2 separate regions of the Urocitellus parryii genome follow, and region 1 is linked to region 2. A link is a contact called in public Hi-C data. All regions are on one chromosome and are shown on one strand. Each heading gives the region's core, a stretch centred on a gene start, on an enhancer-like site or on the middle of the called end of the contact. The rest is flanking DNA. Distances are from core to core; before and after follow the strand shown.

The links. A called contact is a pair of places that touch in the nucleus more often than the background predicts.
Region 1: a Hi-C map of muscle shows a contact between it and region 2, with 3 times the contacts expected there. The contact joins the promoter of Desi2 here to the promoter of Adss2 in region 2. A contact is called at or near these places in 2 of 2 Hi-C or Micro-C datasets (liver and muscle).

Annotation. Positions count from the first base shown.
Region 1 is chr9:91,120,322-91,126,853 of mUroPar1.hap1, reverse strand. Desi2 (desumoylating isopeptidase 2) reads right to left here and starts at 2,655. Exons shown (of 5, transcript XM_026390739.2): 1 at 2,270-2,655. The coding sequence starts at 2,311.
Region 2 is chr9:90,951,038-90,957,894 of mUroPar1.hap1, reverse strand. It overlaps Adss2 (adenylosuccinate synthase 2), which reads left to right and starts at 2,612. Exons shown (of 13, transcript XM_026390765.2): 1 at 2,612-2,895. The coding sequence starts at 2,713.

The DNA of each region.
Region 1 (6,532 bases), core at 1,406-3,905, 170 kb before region 2:
TGTGCTTTCCTTTTCTTGCCATTTTGTTCATTCTGATTGTTCTCTGCCCTTGGAGATCCTACCAACCCTTCAGCAAGTTTCACTCCACCTATCTATCAGTATCCTCTGATCCTATAACCATCCTTTGCTCTTATCAAAATCAGGTTGGTGTGTCTTAAATTGTTATTATTATTGTGGCACCCTTATGATATTCAAAACTCCTTAAAGAAGAATGAATAACTAATTCATCCCATGGCTTCTTCAGGGTCAAAATTAAATAAGTAATGGTAAGTTGCTGAATTAGTGAAATAAAAAACTCAATAGACCAAAATTCCTGAGAGGAACATACAAGGGCAGGTTTTCTTAAAATCAAATAATTCAACTATCATTCTGATTCATACTAAGTGTCTCTTCCAATTGATAGAAAAAGCAATATATAAAAAAATAATCACCAGAATTATTCAGTAGAGAAAATAATGCATCAAGATTATAGTCTGGAAATTCTAGATCCTATTTTTAGTTATCTGGCCAACTCACCCTTTTCTCTGCCTGCTTCCCGTTTATCTACCTACTTTACAAAAGTGATGGAGGAATAAAGTTTTGTAAATTAAGTTGATATTTTAACATTGTTCGGAACACTTTTCCCCTAAAAAATATTGACTTGGATATACTCTTTAGCCTTTCCCAGTTTACCACAATTAGCTATTGTTTTCCTGATTCTCAGAATACCCCAATATATGCTAAGGAAAGTATAATCAATTTTATTTAAAAAGCAATACTCCCTCTAAGTTCACAGAAGTTAGGCTCTGAAACAGTGGTCTCTGACCACTGAATGAACTGTTTACAAAAAAATAAGACATATCTCAAGATATATTCTCAAGAGTAGAATATATACTAAAGGGTCAAGTTGCTATAGTATTTATGAATAAAAAAGAAACAAATTCAGATGGGGAGCACTAAAATAAAGAAGAGTAATATAAAGTTTTAATAAAGAAAGGTATCCAGATAACACAAGACGTTTAAATCTGAAAACTTATTTCTTAAGCAACAACAGGCTATAGACCTTACAAAATTCCATACTTTTAGGATCTTTTGATTATTCTTTAATTTTCTTATCACGCTTCACTTTTCTTAGTATGTTAACCCACTATTTTTCACCTCCAGGCTTAAAGAGGTAAACCTTATGCCCCGCTGACATACTTCCCAGATATGGCATGCAGAATCCCTTTCTATATTACATTCGAAACACAAGAACATGAGAGAATAAAATGTTTAGGTCTGTAAATAAGAATCAAGACTCGATTGCAGAGTTTCTGCTTTTCTGGATCTTTAAGCCAACAAAAATAATGACGGGAAATTTTTCATCTGTCAGTCCACTTACAAGAAATTTTATACGGTGCTGGCGGAGGTAATTCTTTACAAACAAAAACTAAGTAACCAAAGGCAAGCCAACAAACCCAAGCATGCATCCAACTGGAAAGATAATTGTCTACCGGATGCTTTTTCTGGAGGTACTTCAATAGCAATGATCAGGCGAACCAGTCCTTGCATTCAAGTCTGTACGCTCACAGTACTTCAAACTTGGATAACCTAATAAACAAGTTCTTCCCTTCCCTCTCCTGTGGTCACGTCATCCACCTGTTGCATCACCTGGAAAGTGGTCTTCAGAATCTAGGAAAGGAGCCCCACTGTGATCTCTAAATAATTCAGCCGGGCTATTTTCTTGATAAATTTTAGCCTCATTAATTTTAATAAGGTTGCCTTGGAGGCAAGGATGTGTTGGTTCACCCCTGGGGAGAAGCTACCAGGGATATCGACAGCTGCGACTTTGTGGACTTAGAGGGGCTCGGGAGTTTTTGAAGACTTGAGAGCATTTAGAATGTACGGTTCCGCAGAAGCAGAGGAGCGGGTTGCGCTGGCGGATCAAGACCGCGGGACTGGGGCATCCGGCGGGCCAGGAGGTGGCACAAAGGTCGGAACCACGACGGAAGCTTTGCGGAAAGGACACTGCTCAAACGCCCAGGGGTCGGGCCCAGGGCCAGGGAAGCTGAGGGGAAGCGAGCGGTTTAAGCCTCCAGTGCCTGGGCAGAAGCCCTCGGCTGACCGGGCAGCACTAACAGAAGCGTCGACTAATGCAAGGATTAGAAAATATTACTACTCTCCCCTCCCCCCAACCTGAGAACTAAGCTGGAGGCGGGGATGCCAGAGAGGAAGCACCCGGGGCCGGGGTCCGAACCCGACCCGCGAGAGGACGCCAGGCTGGGCCGGGGCCGCCAGGGGCCGCACTCACCATGTCGTACACGTTGAGCACCACTAACTGGTTAGCCCCCATCCTCCCCGCGGCCGCCGCCTCGTCCTCGAGCCGCTCAGTCTCCGCGGGGCGGAGGCCGCTCCCACCCCCGCGGGAGCTTCAGGGGGCCTGCGCCGGGCACTAAACGTACAGCCCGGCCCGCCGCAGCCAGGGCTGAAGCATCGGGCAGCCGGGCCGCTCCCGGGCGCCGCCGACTCTTGTGCGAGGGACCGGGCCGGGCCGGTGGCGGCCCGCTCGGGCTCAGGCACCTCCCCTCGGCGACAGACACGTGGGGAAAGGCGGGGCTTGAGAGAGGGGCGGGCGCCAGGCGCCCCGGAGGCGGGGCCGGCCCGGCGCCGGGACTGAGCCCGCCTGCGCTCTAGTTCTTGGTCGCTGCACCTTGGGACCTAAAATGGCGGCAAGCCTCGGAGCCTCTCCACCCTGGAGGCGCGAGGTCCCACAGAGACTACAATTCCCAGCATGCAGAGCGGGATGCCCCCTTCGCTACTGAAAGCACAGAGGCGGAGTCTTTACAGTCTAGACTACAACTCCCAGCATGCTTCTGGGTCCCGAGCCTCTGCAGATCTCCCTGGGAAACTACAGATCCCAGCACGCACTGCTTTGGATCTGCTTTCGGATCTTTTTTGCTGTTCGTCCTTGACAAGCGGTGAACTCTGCTGTCTTAAAGCTCTCAAGCGCTACCTCTGCCCCTGCTAACGTCGCATTGAGTCTGATGAAGTCAACGGAATGTGTCAAAAGGCTAAAGTGATGATCCTAAAATTTCCAAATTCCTCCGAATACCTCCCCCCGCCCAGGGCAGGAGTGAAGAAATAGAGGAGGCAATTTGCTGGTGTAGGGTGGGGTGTGACACGTATCCAGTTAATTCTCAGGGTGGAATTTACGTTTTGTGAGACTATTCTGCCCAATGGGAATAGTACTGCACTCGTAGATTAGCAGAATCCTAGGAACCAGAAGGCGCTTGTACATTCATTCAGCAAATGTTTGTTGTGTGCCTGACATATGTCACACAGTGTTGTAAGGCTCTGAGGAATGCAGTGATTAAACAGGAGGGGGTGGGAGCACAAGCAAAGAATCAGTGCTTTGTAGAAAATTAAAATGATAGAGAATGATCTTAGACTGGCTGCACGGGGGAAGGACTTTGTGGTGAGTTCTCAGATGAAATCTTAATGACAAAGTCAGCCCCGCACATATTCAGAGGAAAAAGTATATCAGTCAAGGGAAACAGAAATACAAAGACCTAAGGTATTAAAGTATTTTCTGTATTCAAGGAAACAAGAGACCTTTGTGACCCAAAGCTAATGGGCAAGAAAGCTATGGTATGAAATAAATTGGATGGGTAGTCAGAAACCAGATCCTGAAAGGGTTTTTAAATTCGTGATAGGGTTTGATTTAAAGTGAAGATTTAGGAGAGATTGGATAAGGGGGTGAAAGGAGTGTATTTTTATGATTACTTGGGTTGCTGTGTTTTAGAGGCAAAGAGGAGATCAGTGTGGTAGATTGTAAAAATAACCAATGTCCCAAATTACAAGACTTTTGGTGTCTCCCCTGATTCTGGGCTGGCATATAACATGCTTTGGTCCATTAATTAATATGATGCAACAGAGACTTGAAAAGCACTTTTGAATTGGGGCTTGTCTTCTAGCTGACCACCACCTCATGATGCAGGTTACATAGTCATTACCCACCAGCTGAAATATGTAAGGCTATCTGAGTCCATCCTGCTTTAGCTGAGCCCATGCAACCATATGAAACACCCACAATGCCCCAAAGAATGTGGGAAATCTTTTAAATTGCAATGTTTGGGAAGTGGTTATGTGGGAAAAGCTAATTGGTTCAACCAATTAATAAGCTATTCCAGAAGTGCATTCAGAAGGTGGCTTAGATGTTGCTAATAGTGGAGGAGACTGAGAAAATTAGAATTCAAATATTTTGGAGGTACAGTCTACGGAACTTGCTAATGAGTTGGCTGCTGAGTTGGGAAGAGACTTTGAGAATTTTTAGATGTTTGTCTTGAGCATCTGGGTGGATGGGAATGCCATTTATAGTATGTGGAAACATGGTTGGGGGGGGAGTTATGGTTTGGTCATATTAATTTAGAGATGTCTTTTAGATATCCATGTCAAAGATGCATTTGCATAAACAAAGTATTGTCATGGCCATTATAAATAGACTTTGAAGACTTAGGACTGGATATATTTAAGTAGAAAGAAATAAGATCTCCAAGGACAAAGCTCTAGGACCCTTTACCATTTAGAGGCCAAGAAAGAAGAGGAGCCATGGGGATAGGAGGGAAATCGGAAAGAACATAGTAATGAAGTAGTCACAAGATTGGGGCTCAGCAATATAGAGATAAATAGCCTGGTGAGCAGAATCATGGAGGACTGGGATTTAATGAAATGATTTGAGAAGCAAATTAGTGGAGACAACTCTAAAACTTGGGGCAATTGCTAGATAGGGCAGTGTAGTTGAAAGAAGGTATTTTAAAGATGGAAGGTACTCAGAGCACATTTATATGTAAAGAGAAAGAAATTATTTAGGAAGAAGGAGATTTTCAAGGGCAACAAAGGGGGAGGGATCTAGGGAGCTAGGGAGCTAATGGGAGGAGCTGGCCTTTGGTAGGAGGGATGCTTCATCCATAGTGACAACATAGAAGTCACATGCAGGTGCATAGTGATGGAATAGAAGGATGAAGAAAGGCAGGCTAGGAATATTGGATGTGGGAAATGGAGATGTTATTTTCTGGTTTACTTTGATTTTCTCAATGAATTTCGAGGCAAGATTATCGTAGAGAGAGATGAGAAAAAGGGCATAAAAATTAGAAGAGGTATTGATCTACAATAAGAGAAATCATTCATTGTTCATTGTTCAGTCACTGAACAAGTATAAAATTATGTGTCAGCCATTGTGTATCACTATTTCATCCATGATAAAACAGAAATTTTACTATCCTCAGGAAGCTTATAATCCTATGGAAGATAATGTATTATGAATATATATTGTCCCTCATAAATTTATAATTTAAATTGAAGGAGATGAGCAGTAATAGAGCATAATAGGAAGACTTATTTGAGATGTCAGAAGACTGATTATAAAAGGAAAATATAAAGTTATAAGTTGGATATTGGAGAGCTAAAAAGACAAAAAGGGATCACTAAGGTATCAGAGCCAGAAGGAGCTGTCACTCCTAAGCCTGAAAGAACAAAGGAAAGAGGTTAGAATTTAAACATTTTTGCATTTGGAATTCAAAGTTCTGAAGAGGAGAACTGCTGGTATTTCTCAAGAGGCATAATGATGCTGCTCCTAAAAAAATTTTAAAACATCAAGCTAGAAACTAACCACTGCAACTGATCAACTGCTACTGCTATAATGAAGAAGCCTGGCTGAATTCATGCTGACAGGATAGAAAACAGGAAGTCCCTCAAAATTGTCAGCTATCTGAGGAGAAGGCAGAGCTGGAAAACTCAGGAGAGAATGATGTTCTTTGTCTTAGATGTTTTTAGTTATGGTGTGACTTTTTTTTTTTTTTTTTTGGTACCAGGGATTAAACCTAGGGGTGCTTAAACACACAGTCACATGCAATTTTGAAATGGAAAAAATTGGTAACTGATAAGGTGTCCAAGCCATGATAAAGGAAAATAAAATTTAAAGCTTTGTTTTTATTGTGTACCAACTTAACTCTAAACACAGAATTTTAAAACAAACACTAATTATTTCATGGTTGCTAGGGTCCAGGAATCCAGAACAGTTTAGGTGAGTATTTTTCAACTAACTTGAGTCTCTGGTGGAGTTGTATGTAGTCCATCATATTGGTGCAGCTATGATCATTTCATGACTTGACTGGGGCCTGAGGATCAGCTTCCAAGATTACCCATATCATTATAGGCAGGAAGCTTTAGTATCACTACCTGGGCCTCTTGGTAGGGCTGCTCACGCCATGGTAGCTGTTGCTTTCAGAGCAATTGATGCAAAAAAGTAGAGGCATGACCAAGAAGGAAACCACAGTGTCTTACAATCTTATCTATCACTTCTGCTTCATGCTATTGGTCATGTTAAACAACTCTGGAGCAATGTGAGAGGAGGCTACACAAGGATGTGAATACCAGGAGGTGTCGCGACCCCTTGCCCGCAAGGAAGACGCAACTCAGGAATCTTCTTTCAGCAGTTTATTCAGGTCCTTGATACTTTTTCTTCTCTCTCCCGGATGCCCCTCCCAGCCTTAATAAATCACCTCAAGCCCCAATG
Region 2 (6,857 bases), core at 1,363-3,862:
TATAACATTTTCATTCTTCAGATCAACTCACTTTACCCAGGAATTACACTTCCTGACACTTGTACAATGTTTGTATTTTATAAAACTCTCACAAATCACTCCACTTCAACAACCTAATATGAGCCATCAACTACCTACTTATCCTAGTACAACGCCTCCTTCCCAGCTAGTCTCTGCTGGTGACTTTGGTTCTCCTTCTCTCCTTTCTGGCAGAAGAAAGGTGCAATAGGGAAATAATTCGTGTGTGTGTGTGTGTGTGTGTGTGTGTGTGTGTGTGTGTGGTGGTGGTGGTGGTGGGGGTCATTGGAGTTCAATCCTTGGCATGGAAATGCAAATACATTAAAAAAAAAAATTGAAGGGACTCAGCTGTCCAGAGCACAGCAACATAAAAGTGTCATCACCGAACTGCGGGAACTGGAAGAGAGTAGTCAAGTGCTGAGGGCCTCCCCTTATTCACCGAAAACGCTCAGGTGGGCGCGGCTGGACGCTGGTATGGGTGTTGCGCGAGCTGGGGAACCAAGCGGTGGAGAACCAGGGCCATTGGCCCCGGGACGCCGGGCCCCCGCCCGCTGGGCCCCCAAGGAGACCCCGACCCGGTCAGCCCGCCGGAAACTGGCATCTCTCTACCTCCACAGGGCTGAGACACAGCAGCTCAGCCACGACAGCAGCACTGCCACTCCCCGTGCCGACATGGCGCCAGCTCCACCTCAACCCAACCGCCTCCGCCGAGCCAGCCTAGCCACGCGCGCTCCCCGGGGCCATCGGCCACGCGGCTGGTTGCAGGCACGGTTGCCGCCTGGCGTAGCTGGACAGAAGAGCTGTGTGGAGCGGCTAGGGCCAGTGCGCGTGCCAAGCGCGCAGTCACCTGGGCTTCCCGGTGCCGCCCTGAAAGTTAGCTGATGTTCGGAAAAGAGAACTAGATTTCAGGGAAGCGGATAGCAAAACCACTTCGAAAAATCAAGAGTTGAGTGAATGAAGATGAAACTTAAGTTAGCGTATCTTTTAGCCCCAATATTCGCGTGACTGTATGTAACCAATTGCCATAGCAAATACATACCTAACCGTACTTTCCAAGTAGACATAGCATAAATGTTTTAAAAATTGAATAGAAATGAATAGTCACCTGTGCTTATTGAGTACCTACTATATGCTCAACACTACCTCGGGCACTTAAGAACAAAGGAATATGACTGCATTTTTGTTTATGAAGGGTTTGTAATTTTGTGATAAAGCTGAGATAAACACCTGTTATCTTACAAGATTATAACTTACTTATCGGCAGACCAAATATTCTGAATCCTTGAGAGCTGCAACTGCATCTTTATTCGTCCTAGGAATTAGTACCCAGGAGTCTTAGTTTGTTGTAGGCGTTCAATGTTTATTGGCAATGCTTTGAAAGTACATAGTAAAATACTAACATGGGTTCTAAGGACCATTAGAGAACAGACAATACATGCGATTTGGCAGATACTACACTCTAGTCCCACATTTATTCCGAAGCAATTTTTAATCAAAATTAGATGTCATCGTTAATTTGTGTAGTTGGAAAAGCATTAGATCAAAAGCAGTCATACTTGAATCTAGCCACAATGGAAACATTAAGAGCGTGGAATACACAGTGAAGACTTGAGTCCAGACTCAGCTGTCCAGGTACCAATTCAAGCCTCACTGGATCAAGTTACTTAACTGGTTTTTAAACCTTATAAGATGAGCCAGGGGTGTAGTTGCTTAGCATGTATTAGACCCAGGGTTTGATCTTGCAACACTGCAAGAAAAAAAGGAAAAAAACAGTAAGCCCTATAAAATAAGATAGTATTATCTCCCTTATATAATTGGCATTAAAAAACCCAAATGCTTTACAGTATCTGCACATACTCTATGATGTAGGTAATTCACTCCTCCTCTCTAAGCCTCTATTATAATGTGTAAAATGAGAAGGGTTAGGACTCTATTTGTTCCTTGAATTTCCCGGTCTAATGTCCTCCACCTCTGTTGCTTTTACTTTTTGAGTTTGCCCTTTTTGATCCCTCTCCATCTCTGCTCTTCTAAAACTTTAATTTTCAATTCTAAACGTAAACAGCCCAATTCCATACAGTTTGTATCTCGAAACTCCCCTCTTTGTAATTTTTACACCCTCACTCAACAAAAAATCTTAAAAAAAAAAAAAAAGCAACAGAAAACAGCTTTCAGATACTGAAACCTGCAGACCTCAGACAACACGGCACCAGACAACCTAGCTGGAGTGCAGAGTGTTGCATGCCGGGAGTCGTAGTCCGACGCTGAGCAGACCCCCCTCGCGCCTCTGCAGTTTGAAAGAGAGAGGAAGGGCGGGTAGGCGGAAAGCGCACTGGAAGCTCCGCCCCTTTCCCTTGCGCCTGCCCCTTTCGCCTTGAAGCACCGTTCCGGGACGCGGAAGAGGCGTGGCCTGGGTCCGGGGTGGCTGCGGTTGCCGCCGCCAGGACTAGTTCCTGCGGGCGGTGCTGCAGAGCCTGGCCTGCGCAGGGCAGTCATGGTCCCCCTGTGAACAGGCGGTGGCAGAGAGCGGGGCGGGGCCTGGCTGGAGGGTGGTGGCCCGGCGGGGGCGGGGGCGGGGGCGGGGCCGGCCTCTGGCTTCTTCTTCCTCCGCATGTGGCTGGCGGCAGCCGAGCAGTTCATTTCGCGCACTCTTCGCCCGCCGTTTCTCTTTCGGGCTCGCTTCGCCTCACCCGAGCCATGTCGTTCGTCGAGAACAACCCAGCTGCTTCCTCTTTGCCCAACGGTGACTGCGGCCGTCCCAGGGCGCGGCCCGGAGGGAACCGAGTGACCGTAGTGCTCGGCGCGCAGTGGGGCGACGAGGGCAAAGGAAAGGTGGTGGATCTGCTGGCGCAGGACGCCGACATCGTATGCCGCTGCCAGGTGAGGCGAGGAGGCTCTAAAGGAAGTCGGGCCGGGGAGCTCGGGCCCAGAACCCGGATCCGCTGGCCCAAATGAGGTGTCACCTTGAGGTTCTCTCCTTTTGCTGTGTGCTGCGGCGATGTGGAGAAATGGCGGGAGGTCAGGGATCCCTGACCTGGACACATTGGGTGGCTTTGGAGGAAAATACTGGTCGATGGGGAGTCTGAGAGATGCGCGATGCCTGGGGAGTTGCTGTTTTCAGTTTGGGGACCGGTGCTGAGCCTCAGGACTAGGTCGGGGGAGAGGTGGGATACGGTCGGAATTTGAGAAGGCACCGCCGAGGCCTGTTCCGGACTCCGTGTGGGGACCCGGTGAGAACCTGGCGCGGCCGCAGAACCTACCCATCACCCACCCACCCTGGGCAGCCAACTGGGAGTGATTATTCCGAAATGCCCTGAAATCCAGAATCAATACTGCCCCACCTGCAGGCCCTAGGCGTGAAGAGGTTTGCCTCCTCCGGTGTACTTTGTTGACATCAGAACCCACCTGGGGTCATTGGGACTGTTAAAGAATCCTGGCTTTGTTTGTTTAAACAATTTTTTTACTCCGTACCGCATTAATTAATATTAAGGGGAGATTATTTTTGCTCACTGGTTCTAATCTAAAGGAAGAAATCCCCGCTCTTGTAAAAAGACTAAAGCCTTAAGTATATGCATGGATGTCAAATCGGATATTTAGAAATATCTAAGTTGTTACCGTTACATAGAAAGTTCACTTTCGGGAAATGTAGTGGTTGTGTACTTCCTACCAGGAGACACGTGGTTTTCAGGGTGAGCTTTCTTCCTATTTGCTGTTTGCTTTGAAGCAGCCTAGAGGCAAGGCCTTTGTAAAGGCTCTTAGGTAACCTTCAGGTTCAAAATTCCAAATAGATGAGCAATCTCCACGTTCAAAACCAAATGTAGTATTTGAAGTTAACTGCAGTTTGTGGAGGTTGCAAGAATAGCTCTTGAAGGTAAATACACAATGCGATGATGCCATGGTGTAGATTTTCTAATAAGTTAGTATTGGGCCTGCTTGACTGGAAGTTTTCTGCCTAAAATTGAATACCACTTGTGCATTCAGAAACAAATTACAGGTATGTAAAAAAGCTAAATGTAAGTATTCTCTGACTTTGCGGTTTTTGTTTTTGCATGCAGAATCTACCCTGCCCTTTTCTTGGCTAATATGAGTTTTGTCAACTGTACCACTTTACCACCATCTCTACCTCCCTTCCAGCCTTCTCTCCCTCTGCATTTCTGACAGCATACAAACTTAATGCTGTTACTAAAGGTGTTGGCATTGAATTGATGCCTCTGTGACCTTAGGGGCTACTCCAAAAAGCCTGACCTTTATCTTTTTTTTTTTTTTCCTTAAAATTAGATCTGGCCATGCAGAGGGTAGGGGTGGAGGGGACTTATACCTAACTCTTGTTGGGTAGGAGAGGCCTGTTGTCTTCTACTCAGACATCCCCTTTATTTGAAAATAATACATTCAGGTTGAGCTACGTTACTTATTCTAAGATTTGAGAAATTTAATAATGATAGCATTGTTCCAAAATATTCTCAATTTTAATATTCCTTTGAAAGTTATTAGAATTAGTTTGTAGACTAGAGGTGTTACTGTGTAACTAAGAAAGTAGTCTTAAAAGGAGGCCATAGATCAATATGATCTAATGCCCTTGGAAAGTCTAGAAAAGTGATTGAGCAGGAGCCATGTTTGCCTTCAAAATATTAGTTGAAGATAGTGGAGAAAGAAATAAGTTTGCTAGGAGGACTTCCCTCACTTGTTATCTTTTTGTTGACTACTTTCCTGTGTAATCTTTATATTCTTATTCCATTTAAGAGCTCATCAGTAGGATTCTTATTAAGTGTCTGGCTAGCCACTAGTAAGGAATAGACTTAAGCATATCTCTTTTGTGATTCACCTTGGCAACTTTACATTATTTGGTCAGCCCTAGTAACCTGGCATCTACTTAATGAAGTTCTCCTAGGTTATAAAATTGAAGAATATGGAATCTTGAACTTCTTAATAAGCATTATGGAGAACTTGGAAAAGTCTATGTTAGCTTAGATTGATTGCTTTGTTTGTGTCAATTTTGTGTGTTATTGAAAATTTTAAATTTAAATTTTTTCTTGTCATTTATGCCACCAACTCAAATTTATACAGCATTGTTCCTCCAGAGGACACATAAAAGTGTGTCCATATTTTCTTTCTTTTTTAACCAGGGATTGAACCCAGAAGCATTTAACCACTAAGCCACATCCCTAGTCTTTTTAAATACTTTATTTAGAGACAGGGTCTTGCTGAGTTGGTAAGTACCTTGCTAAGTTGCTGAGGCTAGCTTTGAACTCTCCATCCTCCTGCCTCAGCCTTCCAGCCACTGAGATTACAGGTGTGCATGGTTGTCCATATTTTCAACATAAAATCATAAAATAAGGAATTTTACCCAGTTTTAAAAAGAAAAAAATGACATTTTCTTAAACTATACACTTGAATATATAAAATGCCCTTTTGGAAAGATAGATGCAATGCTAATGGTATTTTCATTGTTATAGCTCTTAAGATTTGTGTCTTCAGATTCAGGATTTATGGGAAGTTACTTATAACTTTATAGGTACTCTAGGTCCATAAATAAGGACTTGGAACAAAGGATGATCACTACTGTTGCCCTTTGTCAGTTAATATGTCTTTTAAGAAAAAGAGAGGGATTAAGTATAGGACGAACTCCATACTATGATCATTCATCCAACAAATGCATCTTGAGTATCTACAAGAGACCACTTATCCCTGGAGTGAAAAGCTGAAAAAGGCCAAGATTGTGCCCAGAAGGAGCTCATAGTTTAGTGGATCACTGCTATGTAAACAAGTATTGCTAGGGTAGGGATGGAAAACGAACTGGTATAGGTTTTTCAAGGGGTTAAAATATGGAAACTGAAAGGCTTCTTTTTGGCAGTACAAAAGTAGTTTTGTCAGGAAGTCTGTTATCCACCACTCTCCCGATTCTCTGGAATTAAATATTATACTTTGTTTATTGAGTAGAAACTACAGAGATTTTTTTAAACTGTAACATTTTTCCAGGCCTTAAGCAAGTGCTTATTTATTGTTCTTAGAGAAAAAAAGCTTGGTGTTCTTGGTTACAGTTAGGCATGCAGTTGCTTGTGATCAGGGAAAGCTAAAACAGTCATCTTTTTCTTTATATTCCCCATCCCCAGTGTTTTAAAGTAATATAAAGTATTAACTATGTTAGTTTTAAGGGAATGTATCCTGTCACTTGCTACATATGAAAGCTTACTATAAAAATAAACAAGATAAGAAAGTGTTTCTAATTTGTAGCTAGATACTGGTGCTTGTAAAAGGCTCTGAAACCAGTTATTAGTAAGTAATAAAGAAGTATAAAAGACATAACACAGATTTTCTTCTTGAAATAATCAGAAAAGATAAATTTAAAAGGAAGTAACTTCAGTATTATATAATGTCTTGAACATTTGTACAGCTAAAGTTATCTTGCAAACCCATAATTTCAAAGAATTAATAATTCTCTCAAAATTTGGTCATTCAATGAGAATGTTGTTCCCTATTTAAATCTATTGCATTAGTATATAAGATATACCATCATCTAGGTGTGAATTTTTAAATTATATGAGGCCATGTCAGTATCTGATTTAAAGTATAGTTTCTTTCATTTTGATGGAAATGAGTGGGTTGGTTGGATAAAGTATCTTTAGGAAAAGCTGTTGCCTAGAACAAACTTAAAGTGAACCCGTAAGTTGATAGGTACCTAACAGCTTGCTTACTAGAACTGGGTACCGAATTTAGCTATATTATCTTTTGGGAAAAATGTCAGATTTTGACATCAAAGATTAATGAGGATAAGCTACTTATTGGTAAGTTAAGATTGATGGTTATTAGAATGCTTTTATCAATAGAAAAAGAGACATTATTAA